Regions from separate parts of the Sus scrofa genome. Here regions 1, 2 and 3 are each linked to region 4. Evidence: chromatin contacts called from public Hi-C and promoter capture Hi-C data. All regions are on one chromosome and are shown on one strand. Each heading gives the region's core, a stretch centred on a gene start, on an enhancer-like site or on the middle of the called end of the contact. The rest is flanking DNA. Distances are from core to core; before and after follow the strand shown. Region 1 overlaps ABTB2 (ankyrin repeat and BTB/POZ domain-containing protein 2). Region 2 holds the start of NAT10 (RNA cytidine acetyltransferase). Region 3 has its middle 43 kb from the start of NAT10. Region 4 holds the start of ABTB2 (ankyrin repeat and BTB/POZ domain-containing protein 2).

What was found. Promoter capture Hi-C pulls out the DNA fragments that hold promoters and counts their contacts. Hi-C and Micro-C count contacts between places; a contact is called where the count stands out from the background.
Region 1: a contact with region 4 is called in a promoter capture Hi-C map of liver, with 11 times the contacts expected there. The contact joins the enhancer-like site here to the promoter of ABTB2 in region 4. A contact is called at or near these places in 2 of 5 promoter capture datasets (fetal skeletal muscle and liver), 16 of 47 Hi-C or Micro-C datasets (adipose tissue, alveolar macrophages, embryonic fibroblasts and 9 more) and 1 of 2 datasets of contacts at active chromatin or transcription factors (skeletal muscle).
Region 2: a Hi-C map of skeletal muscle shows a contact between it and region 4, with 4 times the contacts expected there. The contact joins the promoter of NAT10 here to the promoter of ABTB2 in region 4. A contact is called at or near these places in 3 of 5 promoter capture datasets (fetal liver, fetal skeletal muscle and liver), 4 of 47 Hi-C or Micro-C datasets (embryonic fibroblasts, heart right ventricle, liver and 1 more) and 1 of 2 datasets of contacts at active chromatin or transcription factors (alveolar macrophages).
Region 3: a contact with region 4 is called in a promoter capture Hi-C map of fetal liver, with 8 times the contacts expected there. The contact joins the enhancer-like site here to the promoter of ABTB2 in region 4. A contact is called at or near these places in 5 of 5 promoter capture datasets (fetal liver, fetal skeletal muscle, liver and 1 more), 25 of 47 Hi-C or Micro-C datasets (adipose tissue, alveolar macrophages, blood and 15 more) and 2 of 2 datasets of contacts at active chromatin or transcription factors (alveolar macrophages and skeletal muscle).

Annotation. Positions count from the first base shown.
Region 1 is chr2:26,716,377-26,719,076 of Sscrofa11.1, reverse strand. The region is part of intron 1 of ABTB2 (ankyrin repeat and BTB/POZ domain-containing protein 2); the gene reads right to left. Among named protein-coding and RNA genes, the nearest start is that of NAT10, 110 kb to the left of the region's middle. Within about 2 kb of position 1,331, at least 18 of the 83 cell types and tissues checked have an H3K27ac peak or open chromatin away from gene starts, as enhancers often do. A contact at or near this core is called in fetal liver and liver, where this site is marked.
Region 2 is chr2:26,825,802-26,828,501 of Sscrofa11.1, reverse strand. It overlaps NAT10 (RNA cytidine acetyltransferase), which reads left to right and starts at 1,442. Exons shown (of 29, transcript XM_003122875.5): 1 at 1,442-1,639.
Region 3 is chr2:26,782,316-26,785,015 of Sscrofa11.1, reverse strand. No RefSeq gene overlaps it. Among named protein-coding and RNA genes, the nearest start is that of NAT10, 43 kb to the left of the region's middle. Within about 2 kb of position 1,440, at least 40 of the 83 cell types and tissues checked have an H3K27ac peak or open chromatin away from gene starts, as enhancers often do. A contact at or near this core is called in adipose tissue, brain, epiblast stem cells and 6 more, where this site is marked.
Region 4 is chr2:26,578,148-26,580,847 of Sscrofa11.1, reverse strand. ABTB2 (ankyrin repeat and BTB/POZ domain-containing protein 2) reads right to left here and starts at 1,322. Exons shown (of 17, transcript XM_003122881.5): 1 at 1-1,322. The coding sequence starts at 843.

The DNA of each region.
Region 1 (2,700 bases), core at 82-2,581, 140 kb before region 4:
AACACCGTCAAAACACAAACCCAGTCTTGATCCCAAAATATCAGCCCTTCCCCCAACTCATGCATATAATCACCTAGGTGAGAGCGCTTCTCTCTATGCTGGGGCTATAAATATGTTTAGAACTACTGTGCTTTCTAAACTTCTTAAAGTGAATATGATTTACTGGTGCAGTAAAAAGTGATTGTTATAAAGAAACGGGATGTGATGGGGGAGATGCACTTGGAGCAGAGGGTGATAAAATGTTTCCTCTGAGCATGGGAATATCCATAATTTCAAAAATGACAGAAAAGTAGTTAGCTCAAATTAAAAAAATTTTTTTGGCCATGCCCATGGCATATGGAAGTTCCTGGGCTAGGGATTAAACCTGTGCCACAGCAGTGACCCTAGCACTTCAGTGACAATGCCAGGTCCTTAAACTGCTGCACCACAAGAGAACTATGACATTAAATTTTTATATAAGAAAACAAGGGGAATGTTTAAAAAAAAAGTACTATGATCTAACTACCTACAAACTCAGAATGGAGGTCATCTAACATAAAAGATAGTTATTTCTGCACGGGAGAACTTCAGATGACTTTTTTCTCTATTATTCTTCACATCTTTTTTTTCCTACAGAATAAATAATGAACACGCATATTTTAATAGGATTCATTTCCCCTGCACCACAATGGGAACTCCTAAACAAAATCATTATTACAACATTTTTGTGAGCTCACAGTGGCAAAAAAAAAAAAAAAAAAAAAAGGAAAACTTGTTTCCTATATAGACAGTACTTTAAAAAAAAGAAGAAGAAAAAAAAAAAAAAAAAAAAAACACCAAGGGAAAGAAATTCAGGAAGTTCCCGTCAGGGCGCAGCAGAAATGAATCTGACTAGGAACCATGAGGTTGCGGGTTTGATCCCTGGCCTCACTCAGTAGGTTAAGGATCCAGCGTTGCCATGAGCTGTGGTGTAGGTTGCAGACGTGGCTCAGATCCCAAGTTGCTGTGGCTGTAGCTCCAATTGGACCCCTAGCCTGGGAAACTCCATTGCTGCGGGTGTGGCCCTAAAAAGACAAAAAAAAAAAAAAAAAGAAAGAAAAAAAGAAAAAAGAAATTCAGGCACAAACTGTCCTATTTCCTAAGCAGGAGGTGAGATTTTTATCTGCAGGTCTCATTCCCAAATCAGCCCCTCTGAGAGCCAGCCCATTCACCTGGCCAGATGGTGGTGACTCAGGGGCCACCTCATGGGGGGTGTTGGGGGGACACCCTTCCTGTGGCATCCTGCTGACACTCAGCCCAACTGCATACTCACTGCGTTGAGCCTGCATGATCACGGCGCAGCCACGCAGTGGCCTGGACCGCCAGTACGGGGGCAGGGTCAGGCTGCAACATACTGGCACTGAGGACAGCGAGAGCCAGGGAAATCCTCATGCCACAAAGCCCAGTGTCACCAAGCATGAAAAGGTGACAGTGTTGCCAGTGCTGGGGGTTGGGAATACAGGTGGGTCTGGAGACGGGAGAGGAGGCAAAGCTTGTCCTGGGAGCCAAATCTGAGCTACATCCCCAGGGAGAGCAGTGCTGCTGGCAGGAAAAAGAGGGGAGCAGAAGTCTCCACGTGTCAACCCAGCAGAAGGAGAGGGTAAATGAGCCCGAGCACCTGTAATACACACACGTCACTCCTTGGGAGTTAAAAAAAAAAAAAAAAAAAAAAAGAGGCAATTATCACAAGGTCCAGGGCAGGAGGCCAAGATATTTATTAATAGAACATGAGTGCATTAGTCAGAAATGTACTGTGCTAGAGTCCTTCTAACAAACATAACCTGCTTCAGTCAGCTTTGCTTCCCATTCCAAATGGCTCTGGCTATTAGACACTCCAGATGATTTAATAGCATGAGTCAGAAGGAAGAAGGTTCAAAACTTAGCGCTCAATCTTATTGGCTGTGTGATGTTGGACTAGTTACTTAACCTCTCTGAGCCTCAATTTTTTCATCTGTATAACAGACCTAATAATAGTTCATAATTCACAGGATTATTTGAGAATTAAAAGAAGCAAGCATTTAGCAAAACATTTCATAAATATGTAGTAAATATCCTTCTATTGTAATATTCATATAAGTGGCCTGATTCCCAGGGCCAGTGCCTCTGGGATAAAGCCATCAGATATCATATAAAAGTATTTATCAGTATCCAGAGGAAGGGATGGACCCGATACTAATCTATCCTATTATTTCCTGAAGGTCTGTGCTGATAAAGAATCATGCTTTGCTCACCACGCAAGGGTCATTTATTCTTTACTCACTCACTCATTTCTTCAACTAATGAGCCAATACTCTGCTAGAAGTGGCTATGCTCTGAGGATAGAAAAATGAACAGGCCATAACAGATCTAGCCTCTTGATGTTTGCAGTCTGGTGAAGGAGAGCAAACAGTACACAAGCCAAGTCAATAATATGTGCAAAGGGCCACATGGAGTCAGACCAAGGAGCCCAGGAGGGTCTCTAAGCCAGACTACCTAGGCCTAGTAGTCAAGGAAGGCTTCCTGGAGGAAGGGACGTGGCTGATGAATAGTTATCAGTCTGGCGAAGGGGTTGTTCCCATGCAGAGGAAGAGCCTGTATAGGGAGGTTCTGGGACAGTGATAGGTTGGGGAGGGGCCCCTGGGCTTGTCACGAAGCTGTGTTTGTAGAGTCAGCACATTATTCAAACTTAGACTATGTGTTTAT
Region 2 (2,700 bases), core at 193-2,692, 250 kb before region 4:
CTCTGGAACATAGAGGTTCCCAGGGCAGGGATCATAGTGGAGCTGCCGCTGCTGGCCTACACCACAGCCACAGCAATGCCATATCTCCAACCCACTGAGCGAGGCCAGGGATGGAACCTGCGTCCTCATGGATAATAGTTGGGTTCCTTACCGCTGAGCCATGATGGGAACTCCAGCCAGAGCCTTTTAAGAGGGCAAATCAGATTTTGTCACTTTCCTATTACTCAAACTCCAGTGGTTTACTGTCACACCTAGAGTTAAATTCCAGATCTGACACCCACATGCCCTTTGTTATCTGGCCTAACTTCCCAGTTTTTCCTTTGGTTGCTGTACTCTGGCTATGTTGGCTGCTTTGTGGAGACTTCCCATCGCCAAGTCACTAAGTGTTCAACCTAACGAGTGGGAAGACTTCCCTGAAAGGTTCTTAAGATTCGTTCTTTTAAATTCAGGTCTTTGCACCAGTGTCACCACCTGAATTCTTCCATTTCCCCTCTAAAGAAGCACCCTAGTTTTCCTTGCTGGATGGCTTTTTGTCTTAAAACTTACCGAGATTAAGTTTCACGAAGGGCAGGAATGTTTTGGTCACTTTATCCCTTGTCTCTGACATACTGACATTTCTTTGACATTAAATCAAAAGTTTAATGGTGGGTGTTGGACTAAAATGGTGGTGCTGCTTAGATTTGGAGGTACAGAATTAACGATTTGAGGAGGGAGTTTCAGGAGGGAAGAGGAATGAGTTCAGCTTCATTCTGATTGAGGCATCCAAGAAATGTCAAGCAAACAGTTGGATTCGTTTAAGTTCAGCGATGTGGTTCAAAAACACTAACTGTATAGGTGGCCCTTTAAATCAGCTGCTTGAGCAAATTCGTCGGGGAGGAGGGAGAGGAGGGGAGGTAACTGAAGAACAGAGCTCCAGAGCCGGCTTTCAGAACAGCGGCAGCATTTGACAGCCCAGTAATAGACCTAAGGGGATCTACAAAGTAGAGCAGCCGAATAGGAGAGTAGAAAAACCTATGGAATCCCAGGCAGATCTATGAGGTCATTACCGAGTATGAGGAGGGTCAAGTAAGATGAATGAGATAGGTGTGGAGATCGAGTTTCCTCATCTAGTTACGTTAAAATGGAAAGCTAATTTAAATAACTGACAAAATTACGCACCGATCCAGGAGCGTTTCGCATGAACCACGCTACCTACTGCTGAAAACCCTGGACCACATACCGTGTGCTGCCCCAGACCTATCTGGGCACCTGAGCTCGGCCCAGAGCAGTGACAGACCTGGGCGTGCGGGCGTGTCTGTGCTTATTCTGTCCTACGTAACCAGGGTATCTGACAATGACAAAATACCCCGGCAACACAGCTCTCGCGGGTAGAGACTAATCCGCACAGCCGCAGTTGCTGCAACCCCGCCTCCTGGGTTTCTGACGTCATCACTCAGAGACAGGGTTGCAAGAGGTCCCCTCGCTCGCTGTGGCCGCGCCGTCAATGCGCTGGCGCACGCACCGCCTACCATCGCCTGAGTTGTACCAGTCGGCCGTCAGGCATACGCTGGGGACGGCCGGCTGCTCCTGGTACCGCAGAAGGGGTTCCCACGTGCTTCCGCCTCACTGCTTGTTGGAGTTGGCTGAGGTCGGGGCGCAGGTATCCATCACGGGATGGCGGGGGTCGGTTTCGGGATTGGTGTCCGTGTCCTTCCTGGGCCCGGAGGAGATCGGCTCCAGGATGAACGCTCTGCATCCGTGCTGATACCGGAGCCCGCCGACTGCCTCCCAACCTGGACTCTCCTAGATGAGAGGATCCTCTTCCTCAGTAGGCGGTCACCCTCGGGAATGCTTCTCGAGCGCGTTCACAGGTTGCGTGGCTGATCTCCACCCTCTAGGGACTGTAGCTGAGGTGGGCGGGGGGATGTCGGGGTGAGTGAGTGGGTGACAGCCTTTTGCTTTCCACAGAGCTTGCCCACATTTCCCGATTGCAGCACTGGGCATTGAACTGAGGCAGTTTGATTCTAGATCCTCCTACACCCTTAGCTACTTCGCAATGCTTATTCTTTATATTCTTTATTCAGGACTTGGTTTTGTTTGCCAGTGCACCTAGAATGGTGCCTGGGACATAGACACCGTGTATATGTGTTAGACTAATAGATGAATGAGTGAAAAACAAGTCATCTTCCCCCTCATCCGTTAAGGCTTCCTTGTCCTAGCCCACAGTAATCTAGACTTTCATCAGACCACTGTCTGTAGCTGTTATTTTTACATCTAATTTTGTCTATCTTTAGACAGATTATCCCGCATTTCTTTCTCTTAAGTATTTTCTCCAAGGAAAATGAAAGCTCTTTGAAATCAGGTTCTACTTCTGGGGTTGCCGCTGTAACTAAATCGAGAAGCAATAAGTAGTTGTTGACCGGGGATCTTTGTGTGGCCAGCAACACAACTGATAAGCCAAATCAGATTGGTAAGCTGGAAAGAGTTCAGGTTCTGAAATCAAGGGTACCTGAATAAATCCTGCCTCTGTCACTTTTCCTTGAGTTACTTGAGATTTTATACTTGGTCCTTTCTTTGTAAAATAGGAGTATTGGTTGTGACATAGTGTTTTACAGTAGACAGAACAGCTAAAATCCATAGGTTAGAAGCCCAATTAAGGGAGGATTAAGGTTCAGTTAGTGAGCTTTATTCATGAAATGCAGCAAGCACTGAGGTTTCTAA
Region 3 (2,700 bases), core at 191-2,690, 200 kb before region 4:
CTCTGAAGCCAGACTTCCTGCTTGACACTGGCTCTGCCTGGCCCTTGCTGTGACCTGGGACACACCCCTTCCTCCTCCCTGCCACCAGGTCCACACCTTGTCTAAGAACTGTAGGTGGCAAGGACAGCACCTCCCTGGCAGGCCACTGTCAGGAGCTGAGAGCGGTGCCCGACGTGCAGCAGGCGCTCTCCAGGCCGCTCTGGGTTCCGTGGCTCATGTCAGCACTAAGTTGTACCGAGTGACTGGCTTTGTTCTAAAACCACAGCCTGCGCTCACGGAGTCCTACCAAGGAGCGTGTCGGTCAGACCTGTCCAGCTCTGTGTCCACGGACAAGCGTCTCCCCTGACGGGGCCTTGGGCCTTCCCCTCTGCGCACTAGAAGGAAGTGAGCATTTCACCTACTGGATACAGTCCTGGCTTTTTATTTGCAAAGCGTGTGTTCCTAAACAGGTGTCTGCACTTCGTGGTTGTGATCTTGGGTTCTCCTCCAAACCCAAAAAGGCAGCGCCTCCCCTAGACCTCACCATCTGGCCCCCAGACAGAGCGACATCTGTAAAGCTCGCTGTCTCAGGAAATCTCACTTGCAAAATGAATTCAGATAGGCCGGCTCTGAATGCTGTCGCCGGGCTGGGAAGGTGCTGAAGAAGCCTGAACAAAGAAGATTCCTAAATGGTCTCCATCCCACCACCCCCCCAAGCCAGGAGGGGGCCAGGGCTGGCCTGCTTCAGCGCTTCCACTGCTCATCTGTCCCCCATGGTCCCGGAGGACGACGGAGTGACCAGGAGACCACACAAAGGGAGCTGTTGAGGCTGGGGGAGGGGAGGAAATGAGTAACCGTCACCTTGGGAAAATGTAGCCTCATTATCTGAGGCCATTGCACCAGCGGCTCCTCGGGCCTGAAGGGGGCGGAGCTGGCACCCCCCCCCCCCCCGCCCGGGGCAGGTTTGGGGGGGCCGAGTAGGCGCTTCAGGCTCCAGACCTGGGAGCAGGGCTGCCCTCCCTGCTATAAACAACTGGTGGAAGTTGAAAGGTGGTGTGGTCTCTGCAGAGGGCTGGGGGCGGCAGGAAAGGGAGATGCTGAGGCTTTTCTTGTGTGGCCTGCACCGCTTCTGCTGTGCTAATCCCAGCATCTGGCTGGCGACTGGACTGGCGGGAGCAGGAAGGGCGGGGAGTAACAGAGGAGGAATGTGGGGGGGGTGCAGGGGTAGGCACCGCAGGACGGCAGACTCAGTGGCAGCCTTGGTGGCCAGCCCAAGCCGGACTTGGGCTCCCTCCCGTCTGGGTGGGTTTCCTTTAGACCCCCAGCCCGGTCAGCCTGGCTTAGGGCTGCCTGCGGCCCAGCTGGAGCAGAAGGAAATCCCGCCCGTTTCCAGGGACTCCTGCTAAGGAGACGTTCGTTCCCCGCAGCCTGCTGCTGGCCGCTCACAGCTTGGAGCAGGCAGCAGAGGAGAAACGGCCCCACACGCTGGAGCCCTGGCCGGAGGAGGTGGCCCAGTCGCCGGGGCAAGGTAAGGGACCCAACATGCCTTTTCCTCGTCCTCGCAGCCCCTGGGGAGAACCTTTTTTTTTTTTTTTTCTAATTAGATTTAAGTGTCGCTCGAGAGTGTGTTCCTGCTACACGCGGGCTCAAAGGAGTCCCATCCTTCCCTTGTCACCGTTCCTTTACCCTCCCCCAGTCCTCCTTGCGGCCCCCAGAGGGCGCTGTAGGTTCGTGCCAGGCCCTCTCCCTACAGAGGCCAGAGCCCCAGGCTGGGCCTCAGGCAGCCGGGCCTGGGCCCCACCCTGCAAAGCCGGCAACCAGCCTTTCCCAGGACTGACCCCTTGAGGTCTCCTCCGTGTGCGTCTCCCACCTCCTGAGTCCCGGCTTATTGGTCACTGAACCACGGCCTCTCAGGGCAGTGTTCCCAGTGACCACAAGGCAGGAAACATTTAAAAAACCCTTTATTTCTGCCTGGACTTTACTCCTAAGACAAACTACAACTGACCCCAGAAAACCCTTGGGCCTGAGTTACTGGCTCCCGGTCCTCCCTCCTTAGCAGGTGGCACAGCCAGCTCGAGCTCCGCAGGTCCTGGAGGCAGCAGCCACGGAAGGAAAGGTCAAGGGTCCACTCATCAGACCCTCCCCTCACTGGGCCACACAGGTTTGGACTATGAGAGGTTTGCAAACAACTATTCAAACAACCCCAAAGACAGAGGCAGATCAGGACAGCCCCTGCCAGCTGCCTTATTCCTGTCACTGGGCTCCTGTCCTTCCAGCCCAGCTTAGTGGCCCTTGAGTGCTTATTAACAAAGGGAACTACTTCACATCAGCTACCCCATTTTTCTGGTGGGGGGTGGGGGTGTCTTTTTAGAGCCACACTCATGGCATAGGGAAGTTCCCAGGCTAGGGGTCAAATTGGAGCTGCAGCTGCCGGCCTATACCACAGCCACAGCCATGGCAGTTCCAAGCCATGATAGCAGCCTATACCACAGCTCATGGCAACACTGGATCCTTAACCCACTGAACAAGGCCAGGGATTGAACCTGCGTCCTCATGGATGCTAATCAGATTCGTTTCTGCTGAGTCACAACAGGAACTCCCAGCTCCCCCATTTGACAGAAAAGGAAACCTGAGGCCCAGCAAAAGTCCTATCTGGATGCAGGTCCTGCGTGAGGCAGGGCAGGGGGCTGGTGGGTGACCACAGCCATTTTGGGTAGGAAG
Region 4 (2,700 bases), core at 73-2,572:
CAGGACGCCCCAGAGCTCGGCATCATTGTTGATGACCATCTCCAAGGCCTCAGCGGACACCTCTCCGCCTCCAGCACCTCCGCCGTCGGGGCTCTGGCTGGCCAGCACCCTGGCCCGGATCTCCTCCACCAAGTTCTCCATGCAGGCGGTGAGCGAGATGGCCGCGTACTCGTGGATGCGCACGGAGATGCGGGTGTCCACCATCCAGCGGAAGAAGCGACCCACGGAGAAGGTGAGGCCACAGCGTGCCGACTTGCCCCGGCGCAGCCCATCGCCAGCGCTCATGCTGTACAGGGACAGTGCCTTGACGGCGGCCAGGGCGCAGCTCTCGGCCAGTGCCCAACTGTGAACCAGGCGCACGGCGCTCTGCACCTCGAAACGGGTGCACTTGGCGTGCAGCACGCTCAGGCGCTGCGCCTCGCGGGCCACACGGATGAGCGCCCGACGGAGCAGCCCCGCCAAGCGCCTGACCGCCTCGGCGGAGAATAGGGGCAGTCGCCGGGCGCCCGCACCTTTGCGAAGCACCCGGGCCACGTCTCCCTCGGTCCAAGGGAACTCCTCCAGCTCGGGGAGGCGCGGGCAGCGCGAGAAGAGGTCTGCCACCTCGGGGTCCTCGGGCAGCACCGTGTTCACCGTGTCCCAACTGTTGTGGCGGCTGTTCATGGAGCCAGAATAGCACCACCAGGCCGCCCCGCGGTGCTGCTGCGCCGAAGAGTTGAGCGCCTGCGAGTTGGACTTGGAGGACGAGAGACTGAGAGAGCGGCACGAGTCCCCCGCCCCATACCCGGAGTCCAAGGTCAAGTCCTCCAGCGTCTTCAAAGTGGAACTGTACGTCCCGGCCATGGGGAGCCTGCCGGGGGCGGCCTCGCCGAGCGAGGGGCGCTCACAACTCCATGCGCCCTTCCCCAAGTGGGCAGAAAAAGCTCTAAGCTCTCCCGGGCGCCCTCCTTCCTCTTGGCGCCGCGGGGCTTGGCCGCCGCATCGCCCGCCCGCCTGCTCCGGCGGCCGCGGGAAGGTAGGCGAGATTCCCGGCTGCCGGAGCCCCCCGCGTCTGGCGGCCCGATTCCAAGCTGTCACTGGAACGGTCCCCCGCTGCTCGTCCTCAGCACTCCCCAGTCCACTTCAACTTCCCCCAGGCAGAGCGTCTATCCTCCGTAGAGAAGGAATCCCGAGAGAACAGGGCGGCGGCGGCAGGAGAAGGAGGCGGCTCCCGGCGCTGCGCGAGTCCCGGACCAGCCGGCCTGAAAGCGCTCGGCAAACTTCTGCGCTGAACCGGCCGCCCGCACAGCTGGGTACCCGGCTGCTGCCGACATGCAAATAACCAGCGGCGGGCCCACCAATCATCGGCCGTGACGGGCAGGGGTTGCACCAATGATCTCCCACAGGGGCGGTCACTATGCAGATTGCACTCAGCCGCGGGTGAAACCCCGCGGCGGCGGAGGCGGGGCTGGAGGCCGAGGGTCGAGAAAGGCGGCTGGGAGGACGTTGGAGGAGGGGGAAGAGAAGGAGAATGAGAGAACTGGGAGCTGGGATGTGGGGAGCAGAGACTGGGAAAGGAGAGGTTGAAACGCGAGGCTCGGGAGCCCACGATTTAAAGAAAAATATAAAGGAAAAGCCACTGTGCGCTGTCCTCTTCCCGCCGTCCGGGCTTTGAGTGTTCGCAGCTCCGTTTCGAGCCTTCTGCTGCCGAACGCCAATGCTGGCGTGGGTCGCAGAAGGAGGTTGAATAGGGAAGGGGACCTCGGCATGGGGGAGGGGGTCCAAGCCTGGCGCTCCACCTCTCCGAGGACTTTCTGCCAAGTCCCTCCCTTTTTCTCCGAGACGAAACTCCAGTTGTGTTTGGAGAGAGGAGGAACGCCCCTAACTTGCCTCCCTTCCCAAATCCGTCTGGTTTTCTTGACGTTGCTATCTAGGCTCCAATCAGAACAGAATTTCTTCTTAACCTGGAAACTGATAGACCGACGGGCTCCAGGAGGCCTGCGATTCCGCCCCTGCCTCCCCAGGCACTTGAAATTACACACGCAATAGTCGGAGTATTTCTCTGGGGAGAGGCCCAGATCAGATTCTCAAAAGTGTCCTTGACTCCCCTGTTACAACTGTGCAACGCTGCTTGCCATCAGGTGCCTTTCTGATCGAGATGCCAGTGTCCCACAGTGTCTATGTGTAGGGTTATTACTGGAAGAATGTGAAGGTGAGAAACGTCCCTAGCGCTGGCCTGGGATTGGAACACCTGGCTGAATTTAGCTCTTCCTAATGATGTGACAAGGGAGAAATATATGCATCCCCGCCCCCAGCCCCAGGACTTCCTTCCTCTGAATAAAATGAGAGCTGACATCCAAGAAACACCATTGTAAACCTGTCTCAGATGCGTCCTAATCAGAGCTTTATTGGTTCTAGCAGATCCACGCCCGCCCCACTCCGTCCCGCAGTTGTCCTGTAACTATTCACACACGTGCACGAACGTGCATGTGCTGTGCCCCCTCCAGTGTGAAACCGCAAAATCAAGGAGACTGCGCGAGTTTCCCCCAAGTCAGCCTCCTCCCGCACTCTGGAATAGAATAGCTCCTTTGTGCTGTATCTTACATGGCCCTGACCTTGGGCCTTGAGTTGATACGAACTAGAAATGTCTGGTTTGTCTCTTCTTAAATTAACTGCCTTTTCCTGTGAAACTCCTTTTTCTTGGGCAGTTTTGCCTGATTG